Regions from separate parts of the Sus scrofa genome. Here region 2 is linked to region 1. The links are chromatin contacts, called in public Hi-C maps. All regions are on one chromosome and are shown on one strand. Each heading gives the region's core, a stretch centred on a gene start, on an enhancer-like site or on the middle of the called end of the contact. The rest is flanking DNA. Distances are from core to core; before and after follow the strand shown. Region 1 holds the start of RDH13 (retinol dehydrogenase 13). Region 2 holds the start of PPP1R12C (protein phosphatase 1 regulatory subunit 12C).

What was found. A called contact is a pair of places that touch in the nucleus more often than the background predicts.
Region 2: a Hi-C map of liver shows a contact between it and region 1, with 3 times the contacts expected there. The contact joins the promoter of PPP1R12C here to the promoter of RDH13 in region 1. A contact is called at or near these places in 5 of 47 Hi-C or Micro-C datasets (heart right ventricle, liver and skeletal muscle) and 1 of 2 datasets of contacts at active chromatin or transcription factors (alveolar macrophages).

Annotation. Positions count from the first base shown.
Region 1 is chr6:59,289,504-59,296,029 of Sscrofa11.1, forward strand. RDH13 (retinol dehydrogenase 13) reads right to left here and starts at 3,636. Exons shown (of 7, transcript XM_021094989.1): 1 at 3,061-3,636. The coding sequence starts at 3,125.
Region 2 is chr6:59,345,390-59,352,684 of Sscrofa11.1, forward strand. PPP1R12C (protein phosphatase 1 regulatory subunit 12C) reads right to left here and starts at 1,788. Exons shown (of 20, transcript XR_002344812.1): 1 at 1,355-1,788. TNNT1 (troponin T1, slow skeletal type) reads right to left here. Exons shown (of 13, transcript NM_213748.2): 11 at 7,152-7,242; 12 at 6,972-7,012; 13 at 6,087-6,194. The coding sequence ends at 6,149.

The DNA of each region.
Region 1 (6,526 bases), core at 2,386-4,885:
CAGGTGCAGCCCTAAAGACACAAAAAGACAAAAATAAAAATAATAAAATAAAAATTAACAGCCATACTTTTCCACTCTAAGACATTCAATTTTCCTTCTTTCTTTCTTTTTCTTTTTTTTTGGTCTTTTTAAGGCCACACTCACGGCATATGGAGATTCCCAGGCTAGGGGTCGAATCAGAGCTGAACCACGGCCACAGAAACGCCAGATCCGAGCTGCATCTGTGACCTACACCACAGCTCACGGCAATGCCACATCCTTCACCCACTGAGCGAGGCCAGGGATCGAACCTGTGTCCTCATGGATGCCCATCAGATTCGTTTCCCCTGAGCCACAATCGGAACTCCTCGATTTTCTCTCATTCTTCCCATGCTGGCACTTGCTTTTTACCTTGTTCAGAACTGAAAGACCACAGTATGAATGAAAATAAAAACAGTTCCCACTGTGGCACAGGGGGTTAATGATCCAGTTCATCTCTATGGAGCCCTGGCCCAGCTCAGTGGGTTAAGAATCCAGTGGATTTGTTGGATTGCAAAGGATTGCTGCAGCTGTGGTACAGGTCACAGTTAGATTCGATCCCCGGCCTGGAAACTTCTATACAGCACCGGTGCAGGTGCAGCCTGGAGGGGTGGGAGACGCATTCTATCTGGAGTTCTCACTGGGACATAGTGGGTTCTGTCTCTGGCCTCCCCTGGTGGGTTAAGGATCCCTCATTGCTGTGGGATAGGTCACAGATGCAGCTTGGATCCGGTATTGCCATGGCTGTTGTGGGGCCTCAGCTGTTGCTCTGATTCCACCCCTAACTGGAGAACTTCCAGATGTCACAGGTGTGGCCATAAAATTTTTTTTTTTTAATTACAGTCCCAGGTTTTTGGTGGTTTTTTTAAGGGCCGCACCCACAGCATATGGAAGGTCCCAGGCTAGGAGTCTAATCCGAGCTGGAGCTGCCCCGCTAAGCCACAGCCACAGCAATGTGAGATCTGAGGGACCTACACACCGCAGCTCACAGTAATGCCAGATCCCCGACCCACTGAGGGAGGCCAGGGATCGAACCTGCACCCTCCTGGATACTAGTCGGATTCGTTTCTACAACAGGAACTCCAAATTATTTTTTAATTTAAAAAAAAAATAAAAAATAAAATAAAAACAGCAGCCCATGAATTTTATTACAGGGAAAAAACTATTTTCATGTTTCTAGAGCTTTCAAAAAAAGGTAGTTAATATTTACAAAGCAGCTGCTGTATAGCCCTGGGAACTATGTGTGGTCACGTGTGATGGAGGAGGATAACATGAGCAAAAAGAATGGATCCATGTATGTGTGACTGGGTCACCTTGCTGTGCCGCAGAAAGTGTGCAGAACACTGTAAATCAGCTATAATGGAAAAAATAAAAATCATTATAAAATATGTATATATGTTTACAAAGCAGGAGTTTCATGCTTATAAATAACAAGATACCAGCCAACAAAACCAAAAATAAAGACTTTCTCAGAGCAGGAGGAACAAGTTCAAAATGAAGCCTCATCATCAAGCAGATAAACAAACCCAAAGTCATTATGCAAAGAGATTTACAGTCCATCCTTCCTTCCCTTAAGGGGAAAAAAAAAAAAGGTATTTCAATATTGCCATTATTTTCTGGCCTCCCAGCCGATCTCGCGTGTCACTGCAGTAAATTACATGTTGCTAATCCCGAGCACTTACCATGAGCTCTACCCGCTTAACAAATTTTTAAGTGTACAATATGATACTCCACCGTTACTGCAAGCACGACACAGTCATACTTGAAGTGCTCAAGTCATAATAAACAGGACAAATGTAAAATTTTCAGCATCACAGAAACTTCTACCCAACCGTGCTGCCATAGAATATTTGGCAGCTGTTTTTTGGAGGTTTCGAGGTTTTTTAAATTGAAGTTGATATACAAAATGATACAAGATACAAGCACAGTTTTTTTTAACTTTTTTTTTTTTTTTTTTTTTTTTTTTGGTCTTTTTAGGGCCACACTGGCGGCACATGGAGGTTCCCAGGCTAGGGTCCCATCAGAGTTGCAGCTGACCACCTACACCACAGCTCACAGCAACACGGGATCCTTAACCCACTGAGCGAGGCCAGGGATCGATCGGCATCCTCGGGGATACTAATGAGATTCCTTCACCACTGAGCCATGACAGGAACTCCAGTGATTTACAATTCTTAAAGGTTATATGCGGAGTTCCCGTCGTGGCGCAGTGGTTAACGAATCCGACTAGGAACCATGAGGTTGCGGGTTCGGTCCCTGCCCTTGCTCAGTGGGTTAACGATCCGGTGTTGCCGTGAGCTGTGGTGTAGGTTGCAGATGCGGCTCGGATCCTGCGTTGCTGTGGCTCTGGCGTAGGCCGGTGGCTACAGCTCCGATTCAACCCCTAGCCTGGGAACCTCCATATGCCGCGGGAGCGGCCCAAGAAATAGCAATAGCAACAACAACAACAACAAAAAGCTTATATGCCATTTACACTTAAAAATATGTGCTATATCCCCCATGTTGTACAAAGTATCTTTGTCGTTTATTTTATACCCAAGAGTTTGGACTTGTTAATTCCTTGTTTTGTCTTTTTTTTTTTTTTTTAAGCGAATTAGCCTAGAAACGACCAGAAAGCACCACAGTATGTGTATAACTCATACAATACAATCTTTTCATTTACTGAGTGTAAAACTAATTTGTTTCTCGAATTCCGGATATTCAGAGCTTAGGTGGAATACACTTTCCTTTTATCTGGGCCAGGACGTGACTTCTAGGAAGTGTTCAATAAGTATTTGCTGAATGAATTAATTAATCCATTAAAAGCCCGGAAGCAACCAGACCAAAATGTTTACCAAGGCCGAGACCCACCCCTTTCTCTGGGTGACCTTGGGACGTGACCTGCCCTCTCGGAGCCCAGGGTGTCCTGCATTCCCCCGGCCCACCGCGGGACAGGTGAGCTGAAGGACTCCAGGGTCGGGGAGAGGTTGGCGAGCTCCACCCAGCCTTGAGCTCGCCCACCTGCTCACCGTTCCCGCGCCCGCGGGGCCCGCACCTACTCACTTGAGCAGCACGGCGCCACCCACCGCCGTGCCCAGCACGGACAGCGGCAGAATGTAGCGGTTCATGCCGGGTGGAGCCGGGGTCCAACCGCAGCAGCCCGCAGACCCTCAACCGCAGCAGGTGCTAGGGGCTCGCCGCCTGGGATACACGTGGGGCAGGGCGGGCGCGGCTGCAACACGCAGCTTCCGGAAAGGGGCAGGGGGCGGGGCTTCCAGGGGAGCGACCAATGGGGACGGGCTGCGAGCGCAGCTACAGCTGGGAATGGTCGTTTCGGGAGCCCGGGGCGGGGCCGGATCAGGGGGCGTGGCCAATGTCTCTGGAAAGGGGTTGAGGGGCGGGGCCCACGCGCGGGTCCCCCAAAGTTATGCTCTTCCTGCTGCAATGCGCGGCGCAGTTCTGGAGGGACCCCCCGGATCCCAATCATACAGCTGCCGCATCCGGATGCAATCCTCCTTATGTCTTTCCAATATATCAGCCTGTTTCCTCATCTAAAAATATATATTCCTGGAGTTCCCGTCGTGGCTCAGCGGTTAAGGAATCTGACTAGCATCCAGGAGGTCGCAGGTTCGATCCCTGGCCTCGCTCAGTGGGTTAAGGACCCGCCGTTGCCGTGAGCTGTGGTGTAGGTCGCAGACCCGGCTCGGATCCTGCATTGCTGTGCCTGTGGCATAGGCCAACAGCTACAGCTCTGATTCAACCCCTAACCTGGGAACCTCCACATGCCACAGGTGTGGCCCTAAAAAATAAAAATTTTTAAAAAAGGATAAAAATATGTATTCCTTACAAACTACTATGTATGAAATAAACAAGCTACGAGAATATATTATACAGCTCAGGAACTATAGCCAGAATTTTATAACAACTTTAAATGGAATATAATCTATAAAACATTTCAGAGTGCCTGTTGTGGCTCAGCAGGTTAAGAACCCAACATAGTGTCTGTGAGGATGCGGGTTCGATCCCTGGCCTCGCTCAGTGGGTTAGGGAATCTGGCATTGCTCCAAGCTGAGTGCAGGTCAGATGCCGCTGGGACAAGCGTGTTGGTGTGGCTGTGGTGTAGGCTGGCAGCTGCAGCTCCGATTCCACCCCTAGCCCAGGAACTTCTATATGCTGCAGGTGCGACCTTAAAAAAAAAAAAAAAAAAAAAGGTTGAATCACTATTTTGTACACCTGAAGCTAATATAATATTGTATACCAACTATACACCTCAATAAATGTACATATGTATTCCTTGTAGCCTTTATGGGAGAATTTGATCATTTCAATGCTCGGAATCCAAGACCTACTAATCTGAAGGGGGTACCTAAACTCTTGGGGTCCTGGGGGAGGAGGCCATGGGAGAGCGTGCTCTGGGTCTGAAAGAGGAGGGAGCTGGGGTTCTGGACTCCCTAGGGCTGAGGGAGGAGAGGCTTGACCAGACTCCTGGGTCTGAGGAGGGGGCCACCCTGATTCAAAATGACCTCATCTTAACAAATTACATCTGCAACGACCCTATTTCCAAATAAGGTCACATTCCGGGGTCTATTGCAGATGAGGATTTCAACATATAACTATGTGGGGAGAGAGGGGAGAGGCCATTCAACCATCCCACTCATAATACCCAGAAGCTGGAAGCAACTCAAGAGCCATCAACAGCTGATGGAGTAAGTAACTGATAGTAAATCCATGCAATGGACTCTTACTTAATAGAAAGGAATGAATGGAGTTCCTGCCGTGGCTCGGCCGGTTAAGAGCCCGCCTAGTCTCCATGAGGATGCGGGTTTGATCCCTGGCCTCAATCCGTGGGTGAAGGATCCAGCGTTGCTGCAAGCTGAGGCGTAGGTCGAAGGTGCGGCCCAGATCTGGCTTTGCTGTGGCATGGGCCGGCAGCTACAGCTCAGATTCAACCCCTAGCCTGGAAGAGACTTGCATAAGCTGCAGCTGAGGCTCTAGGGAGGGAAGGAGGGAGGAAGAAAGAAAAAGGAATGAACCACTGGTACTTGCACAGTATGTATGATTCCAGTTACATGACAGTCTAGGAAAGGCAAAACCATATTAGAGCATGAAGACCAGTGGTTACCAAGGGCAGAGGGGCCGGGGGAGGCAGGTGGGGGAGTGATTACTGCAAAGGGAACTTCATGGGGGGATTTGGCAATAGTCTCTGCCTTAATCACACTGGGGTCTGTATATACGACTGCATACACTTGTCAAATCTCATCAGCATATTCACCTAAAAATACTGAATTTTGGAGTTCCCTGGTGGTTCAGTGGGTTAAGGATCTGGTGTTGTCATTGCTATGACTCAGGTTGCTGCTGTAGTGTGGGTTCCATGCCTGGCCCAGGAATTTCCACAAGTGGCAGAAGTGGCCAAATAAAAAAAATTTTTTTTAAATAAAGCATGAATCTTAGGGAGTTCCCACTGTGGCTCAGTGGGCTAAGAAGCTGATATCGTGTCCTTGAGGATGTGGGTTTGATCCCTGGCCTTGCTTAGTGGGTTAAGCATCCAGCAATGCCACAAGCTGCAGCATGGGGCTCAGATCCGGTGTTGTGGCTGTGATATAGCCCTCAGGTGTAACTCCCATTTGAACCCTAGCCCAGGAACCTCCATCTGCTGCAGGTGCAGCCATAAAAAGGAAAAAAAAGTGAATTTTATTGCATGTAAATTGTACTTCAAGAAAGCTGATGAAAAAGAAAACAACGCTGAAAAGACTTTAGTGATTTTGTTTTGAAAATTATTTGACCACAGATAAGCTGATTTGATTGGATCGGGTTTGTCAACGATCAAGACACATACCTGAGAATACTTATGAAATGACAGATATCTGACTAATAAATTGTCTCCAATGTCCCATGAGGTTTTCTTTTTTCTTTTCTTTTTTTCTGTCTTTTTAGAGCCACACTGGCCATTCCCAGGCTAGGGGTCCAATCGGATCTGTTGCTGCCGGCCTACGCCAGAGCCACAGCAATGCAGGATCCGAGCTGGGTCTGTGACCTACACCACAGCTCATGGCAACGCCAGATCCTTAACCCACTGAGTGAGGCCAGGGATCGAACCTGCGACCTCATGGATACTAGTTGGGTTTGTAACCGCTGCACCACGACAGGAGCTCCTCTTTTTTCTTGTTAAAACAAGACAAGACATGCTCTATTCAGTTAAAGCTGGTGAGTGTGGGTGGGAGGTGGCAGCAGTGTTGGGGGCTGGAGATGAAAGGGTCAGAGATCAGCACAACAGGACCTGGGTCAGGATGGAGAAATCCGAGGTCAGGAGTCTTGGAGGTGGGCAGTTTATCATCTCCTCTCCTTGGGGCTACGTGAGGTTCTGGGGGCTCCAGACGTCTGACCAGCAAGGAAAGGCTTGTCCTGCGAGCTCAGGGAGGCCCTGCCTCCAGCGACAGCATGAAAGCAGGTGACAGGACAAAAGCAGCTGGACAGCAAGTTCCAGGCTGGTCTCTAGGATGGGGATGTCCAGGATGAAGAAAGATCCAGA
Region 2 (7,295 bases), core at 538-3,037, 54 kb after region 1:
TTCCTTCACAGGGTCCTCTCTGGGCCCCAAAGTAACCGAACCTGACGGGCTCTGGCAGGGAAGAGAGGCCTGGGGACTGGCCTGAGCTGGGAAGACTGGGAGGGAGACAGCCTCGGGGACAGAGGGAGGAGTAGAGGCTCTTCTGTGGCCTGTCCCCAAAGACCCACTGCAGCCAGGCAGGGGATGCGATAAAAGCCCTCAGAACCAGAGGGAATCCTGGTTCTGGGACATATAGTGACTCTGGCTCTGGAACACAAGACCAATGGAGGCAGAAAGCAAGGTGTTTTGGAAAGGTTTGGGGGCCCAGGTTGTGGAGAGAGAGGACCTAGCAGGGCTCTAGGTCCCCTGGGAAGGGGAAGTGACCGGGCCTAGGAGAACTGGCGGTGCACTCTGAAGGAGGGAGAAGCTGCCCAAAGCCACAGGAGGGCATCCAGGCAGAGAGAGCAAGATGACCCGAGGACAGACAGGTGGCCCAGAACCAGAAAGAGGAGGGTGCTCTGAGTGTGCCCAGAAAAAAGGGTAACGCTGCAGGCCCACACAAAGCAAGAGGACAGAGTGAAAGAGAAGTGTGTGGAGAAAGAGAAACATCCCCAAGAGAGAGCCTACAGTGCAAGGCCAGAGGTGGCACAGAGGGAGAATGAGGAGGGCACGCAGGTGAAGGGGGCAGGAGAGAGAGCAGGAGGTGAGCCAGGCGAGGGAAGCATCCACTTGAGGAGCAGAGCGCCTTGAGGGCGATGGCTCAGGAAAGAGCACCCTTACATGGCAACAGATGGCAGAGACCAAGGATGAAGAGCAGAAACCTGAAGGAAAGGGCATGGAAGGCTCGGGGGCTGGCCGAAGAAACGGCCCAGGCCAGAGAGCGGGAAAAGAAGCAGCACAGGCCCAGAAGAGAGGAGGAGGACGCTCAGGGAAAGTGGTACCTGCCTGGACTAGGGGAAACAGTGGGTACCGGTGAAGCTGGGAGAAGTGGCGGACTCGAGAAAGTGGGGCAGCATTCGATGGCAGAGTAGAGGTGGCACGGGCCAGGCTGGTTAAGAGCGCTCAAGGTGGGGAAAGAGCAGGGCGAAAGAGACAAGACGAGGATGGACTGGCCTGAGGCCCTCAGCAGTGGCTCGAGTCCGGAGAGAGGGCAGCGCAGGATGGCAAAAACCAGGCCAGTTCAAGTGGCTCAGGACTGGAAGAGGGGAGCTCCAGGTGGGTGGGATGGGAAAAGGACTCAGCACGGGATGATAAAGGACCGGGGCAGCATCGACGGTGCAGACCACGACTGGCAAGGGTGACTCTGGACTGGGAGGGAGGGTGCTCGAGGCAGCGCAGACCCAGGGCGGATCGGAGCCCGGGCGGGGGCGCTGACCTGGTGCAGGGCGCTGATGCCGTCGGCGTTGGTGGAGTCGAGCACGGCGCGGGCTGGCGGCGGGGCGGAGGGGTCCAGCTCGGCGTCAGGGTCGGGGTCGGCCGCGCGCAGCATCAAGCGCGCCTCGTCCAGGTCGCCACCCGCGCAGGCCGCCAGAAACTCGGCGGCGCGCTCGAAGCGCACGGTACGGGCGCGCCGTTCCCCGGGGCCCGGCTCGGCGCCTGCCCGCGCCCCCCACTGCCGCAACTGCTCCCGCCGCCGCTCACGGGCTGCCGCCGCCGCCGCCCCCGGGCCCGCCCCTGGGCCATCCTCGCCCGACATCGCGCCGCCCGCTCGCCCGCCAGGTAAGAAGCGAGCGAGCGAGCGAGCGAGCGACCAGCTCCGAGGCGTCGCCGACGCCCGCCCTCCTCCGGGCCGCCGGGAATTGCGTCCCGCCCCGCGCCGCCAGAGGATCTACCGGTCCCCGCCCGGCACGTGACGTCACCACGCCGACTCGGGGCCCGCTGGGAAATGGAGTCCACAGGCTGGAGAGGCAACCGGCAACCGCCTGAGGGCGGACCGCGGGGAACTCTGGGAAGTGGAGTCCATAAACGGAAATGGATCTCTGCAATAGTCCCGCCCCGAGGCACACTGGGAAATTCGCAGCTCCGCGGTGTCAAAAGGAAATCTGATTGGCGTGCTGGGAAGTGGAGTCTACAGGCGGGAGGTCGGCCCCAGGGCATGCAGGAAATGCCGTTCGCAGCATCCAGGTGACGAAGGGCTGGCCCCCGGGGACCTACTAGGAAATGGACTCGACAACCCGAAAAGTACAGAAGTTTTCCGTTTTCCCCTTTTTCATGTCATGTACTTTATTTACTTTGGGTTTGTCGCGCCCTTCAACAAGAAATAAGCCCCAGGAAGACCGGGATTTTTGTGTTGTGTGCTTTCCTTGTTCCCAGTACCTAGTAGAACGCGATCGGAAATAGTTTTTTGAATGAATGAATGAATGAGAGAACGGATTCTCTAGGTCGTGGGAAACACCAGGATACTATGGGAAATTGAGTCCGCAACCCTTGGATCATCAAGAAAATTGCAAGCCTTCCTGGGTGACCGCCCAGGGCATGCTGGGAAATTATGTATGCGGTACAAAGGTCATGACAATGGGCCGCTGGTCGCGCTGGGAAATGTAGTCCTAGGCAGAGCCCCCAAACACCCCAAGAAATAAGATTCGAGGGCAAGATAAGTCCAGAGTCCCCGAGTAACCCCTGGATCACATCGGGAAGGGAACCTGCGAGGTAGGATCCACAAATGAAAATGCCCGCAGAGCCTTAAACTGGCCCTCTCTGCCATTGCAATCACCCTGAGGCGTGGAGCACGCTGGGAAGTGTAGGCCGGGCTCTATATCCTCGCAAGCAATGCTGGGATTTGTAGTCCAGATGAGGCGTTCTAGTTGATGTGGCGGGCTAGTACGTAGCACCATAAAGCAAGAAATGAACCTTAGCTTGCGTGTTCGATTCCAGGCCTTGCTCAGTGGATTGAGGATCCGGCGTTGCCGTGAGCTGTGGTGCAGGTCGCAGACGCAGCTCGGACCCTGAGTTGTTATGGCTGTGGGGTAGGCCAGCAGCTCCCATTCAACCCCTAGCCTGGGAACTTACATATGCTGAAGGTGGGGACCTAAAGAGCAAAAGGAAAAGAAAAAAGAAAAAAGAAAACTATCCCCGTCTTAAGTACCTTGCACCTGAATCCTCATTGGGAAAGAGGTACGCACTTTGAGACCCGAACAAAGACCCCTAAAAATCGCAAAGAAAAGTGCTGAAATGCAGACACAGGCGAGATTCTTTTTCTTCCAAGGAATGTCAGAGCAGCCTACATACAGGCTCTGAGGTCCTTGGGGGTGGGTTGGGGGGACTGTGCAAAGAAATAAACTGCAAATCCATCCCATGAGATCTGGAGACCGTGGGGATGGGCACGAAGGGGATCCAGTCCTGGGAGCTCTTGGGATGTTGAGTCCCACTCAACCTACACACCCAGGGAGATTAATCATCCATCTGTGGTTATGTATATTTCTGTGCCTGCGCGAAACGGTGATTTTTGGGTGTTTTGTGATCGCGTCTGCAGTTGAATGCAACCTGATTTGGGTGCTCGTGTTTATGGTGTCTGTAAGCTTTGGTGTAGAGCGTCTATCTGTTTGCGGCCTTTATTCATTTGGGAGACATAATATGGAATTTCCACTTAACCCCCACAACCTACGATGGGATGTGTTCCCACCACAAGCTCTATTGGCAATCTTTACTTCTGACGGCTATATTTAGACTTTTCACCTCTTTATGACAAATGGTTAATACCAGCTCTGATTTAGCCAGGCCCGGGTTTGAGTCTTGACTCCACCCACTTCCTAGCTCTGGGACCTGGGCTAGCTCTCTTCCTCTCTGCCTCTTGAGTTGTGGAGCTGCTGTACATGCCTTTCTCACAGGCAGGCGCTGTTGGCTCTGTACAGGCATTTTCATATTCCACTCGTTAAATTCTCTTCTGCACGTCTCTTTTCCTTGGTGAAGGCTTTTTCACTGCTCAAGCCTGCTGTTTTCTCTGAATGCTAACACTGGAATTTTGATGCTTAACCTTGGAACCTCAGGCCCTCCTCAGGCTGATGAAAATAACCTCAGAAAGATTAGAAGGGACTGGTCCCTCTTCCCCTGCGACAGGCAGAAAGACAAACACTCCTCTGCATCATAAAGACAGTTCAAATAAAGGGATGTGCTGAGAACATTTACAAAGTATCAAGCTGACTCCCTCCCGTCCTCCTAAGAAAAATGAGGTGGCATATTAGAAGTCAGTTCTTATTTCAGTTACTTCAGCTGTCCTTGGAAGAGTTATTTACACAAAAGAACCCGCCTCCCTTTTATTTTTGGCTTTTTTTTAGGGCTGCACCTGGGGCACATGGAGGTTCCCAGGCTAGGGGTCAAATCAGAGCTGTAGCCGCTGGCCTATGCCACAGCCACGGCAACGCAGGATCCAAGCCGCTTCTGCCACCTACACCACAGCTCACGGCAACCCCAGATCCTTAACCCACTGATCGAATCCATGGATCGAACCCACACCCTCGTGGATGCTAGTTAGGTTCATCAACTACTTAAGCCATGATAGGAACTCCCTTCAGCCAGGTTCTTAACCCACTGCACCACAGTAGGAACTCCAAGAGATGTTTAATATATAAATAAACATGTTAGTGCAGGACTTCTGCTTGGAAAACTCTGACTCCCCATTCCTTCCAGCCAGAGCTGTGTTCCCACAACTGGACCCCCTCTATTAGAGCTCAGATCACACTGTGGTGACTGTGTCTGTCTCCCACATTGGACTATAAGTTTCCTGATGGCCAAACTTGGGTCTGCTTCAGGTCTGTGTCCCTGGCATCTCCCAGCACAAGACTTGGCCCAGAAGGCCTTGGGACATATTTGTTGAATGAGTGACTGTAGATGGCTGCCTGCAACATGCTTCTCCAACTCCTAACCTCCTACTCATTCTTCAAAACCCCAACGCAAATGCCCCCTCTTCCAGAAGAACCACACTGACTATTCAAGGCAGAGTCTTCACTCTCTCCTGGGTACCTTCTGATTCAACTGGGACAGTGTCCAGGGGTGTCTCCTCTATCTGACCTGGAGTTTCCTGAGGGCCTGAATCTTTTTTTTTTTTTTTTAAGGGCTGCACCCACAGCACATGGAGGTTCCCAGGCTAGGGGTCCAGTCGGAGCTGTAGCCACTGGCCTACACTACACCACAGCCACAGCAACTCAGATCTGAGCCACACCTGCGACCTACATCACAGCTCATGGCAACACCAGATCCTTAACCCACTGAGGGAGGCCAGGGATCGAACCCTCGCACTCATGGATGCTGGGTGTGTTAGTTAACCGCTGAGCCATCACCAGGAATACCGCCTCTGCTGCTGCCCACCCCCCCCGAGCCCCAGGGGGAAAAAAAAGAAATTTTACACTTAAGAGACTCATACTATGAAAGACATCCCATGGCTGACCTACTTGTGACTCTGCACACTAAAATTTGACATTAATTTGTCACTGAGCGGCCCCTCCCATGGACGAACTGGACATGTTTTAGTCTGGCTGGGTTTTGCGTTCCCATAGCGAAAAACCTGCCGTTTCGAAGTGTGTAATTCAGTGGGGATTTTCAGCCCGTTCACAAAGTTGTGCAGGCATTACTATTCGCTGATTCCAGAACATTTCACCACCCCCAAAAGAAACACAATTCCTTCTAGCTATCACCTCCCATCCCCCCAAGCCACTCCTTCCTGTCTCTAGGGATTTGCCATCTGGACATTTCCCATCGTGGGAATCACCTGGTGCGTGGCCTTGTGTGTCCAGCTGCCGTCATTCAGCACGATTTGGAGACTGAGCTGCGGTGCTTTGTAGCCCTTCATCCATGGACGGGCTTGTGGGTTCTTTCCACTTCTTGGCTCTGGCACTGATGCTGCTGCCAAGGTTAGGTTTCGGGAGGACATAATCTCAGTTCTCGTGGGTGGCTGGGTTCTGCGGTCTCTCTACGTTTAACTTTTTGAGGAACTCCCAGACGGCCTTCCACAGAGGCGACACCACGTTAGGTCCCCAGCCCCTGTGTGTGTTCCCACTGCGGGGAAGCATCGCCCGAGAGCGGCGGCCCCGCCCTTGACTGGGGGGCCCGCGCATTAAGAAGAGGCAAGGAACTCAGCAGGTGCCAGGAGTGGAGCATTTATTTCAAGCCCCAGGTGGGACACACACTGCAACGGCGGCTCCTCGGTGCTCAGGGTGGGCGAGCGCCCACCTGCTCACTTCCAGCGGCCTCCGACGCGGCCTTTCCCGGCCCCCTTCCGGCTGGAGGAGGAGGAGGGGTATCAGGCAGGAGGACCTCCTCGGAGTCGGGGCCCCTGCCCTCGATTCGGGAAGTCCCCCCCTCCCAAACGCCCGCCTGCCCCTCCCCGCAAGTGCCTTGTGGTTGGGGTCCCTGCCTGGGGTGGAGCGGTGAACAGATGGGGCGGGAGCTGCTATCGGTGGGTGAGTTCAGGATGTCCCCGTGGGTGCTGATACATGTTTGGGGGCACCAGGCTGGGCCAAGGAAGGGAAAGGAAGGACCGCGTGCAGGGAGGCCGGGAGGGTTGGGGTGAACGAGGCAGAAAGTTGGAAATGAAGCAAAGAGAGAAGCACAGAAGGCGGAAGGGAAGGAAGGTGGGCGGGAAGCAAAGCGGGAGACAGAGCAAGGGACAGAGAACGAGACGGGCTGCTCCGCCTCGGCGCTAGTGACATTTGGGGGCCGGACCCTTCTCTGAGGCGGGGGCGTCCTGGGTAGAGTAGGACGTTGAGCGGCAGCCCAGGGCTCCACCCACCAGCTCCCTGGAGCTCCCCCCTCCCCCGGTGTCCCCTGGGGTGGGGACAGGATCAGCCCCTGTCCCAGAGCCAGTGATTTAGAAGGACGGAGGAACAGGGATGGAGACCCCAGAAGAGAGACGGACAAATAACGAGGGCGTCCCAGAGAAAGAGGGGCCAAGACAGAGACCCCAAGAAGGGGGGTGCGGAGTGAGGGGCAGCGGGAAGGAAGGAAAGAGAGGCCCGAGAGGCGGCGCGGGGGGGGCCTCGGTGCGCGTTCACACTTACAACTTCTGGGCGTGGCTGATGCGGTTGTACAGCACGTTGATCTGGTGGGGAGACGGGAGGGAGACGCTCGCAGAGCCGGAGGGACATGCCGGCCCGCTCCCGCCCACTCCTCACAACCCCGCCCACCCGCCCCGCCCCCGTCTCCCACCCGGCCTGCGCCTGCCCAGAGATGGATCTCACCTCGTATTTCTGCTGCTTCAGCTTCGCCATCAGGTCAAACTTCTCCGACTCCAGCTGGTGGATCCAATCCGACAGTTCCTGGGCCTTCTCCCTGGCAGGGCAGAAGGGCTGTCATGGAAGGGAGCCAGGCCATGCGCCGGGCCC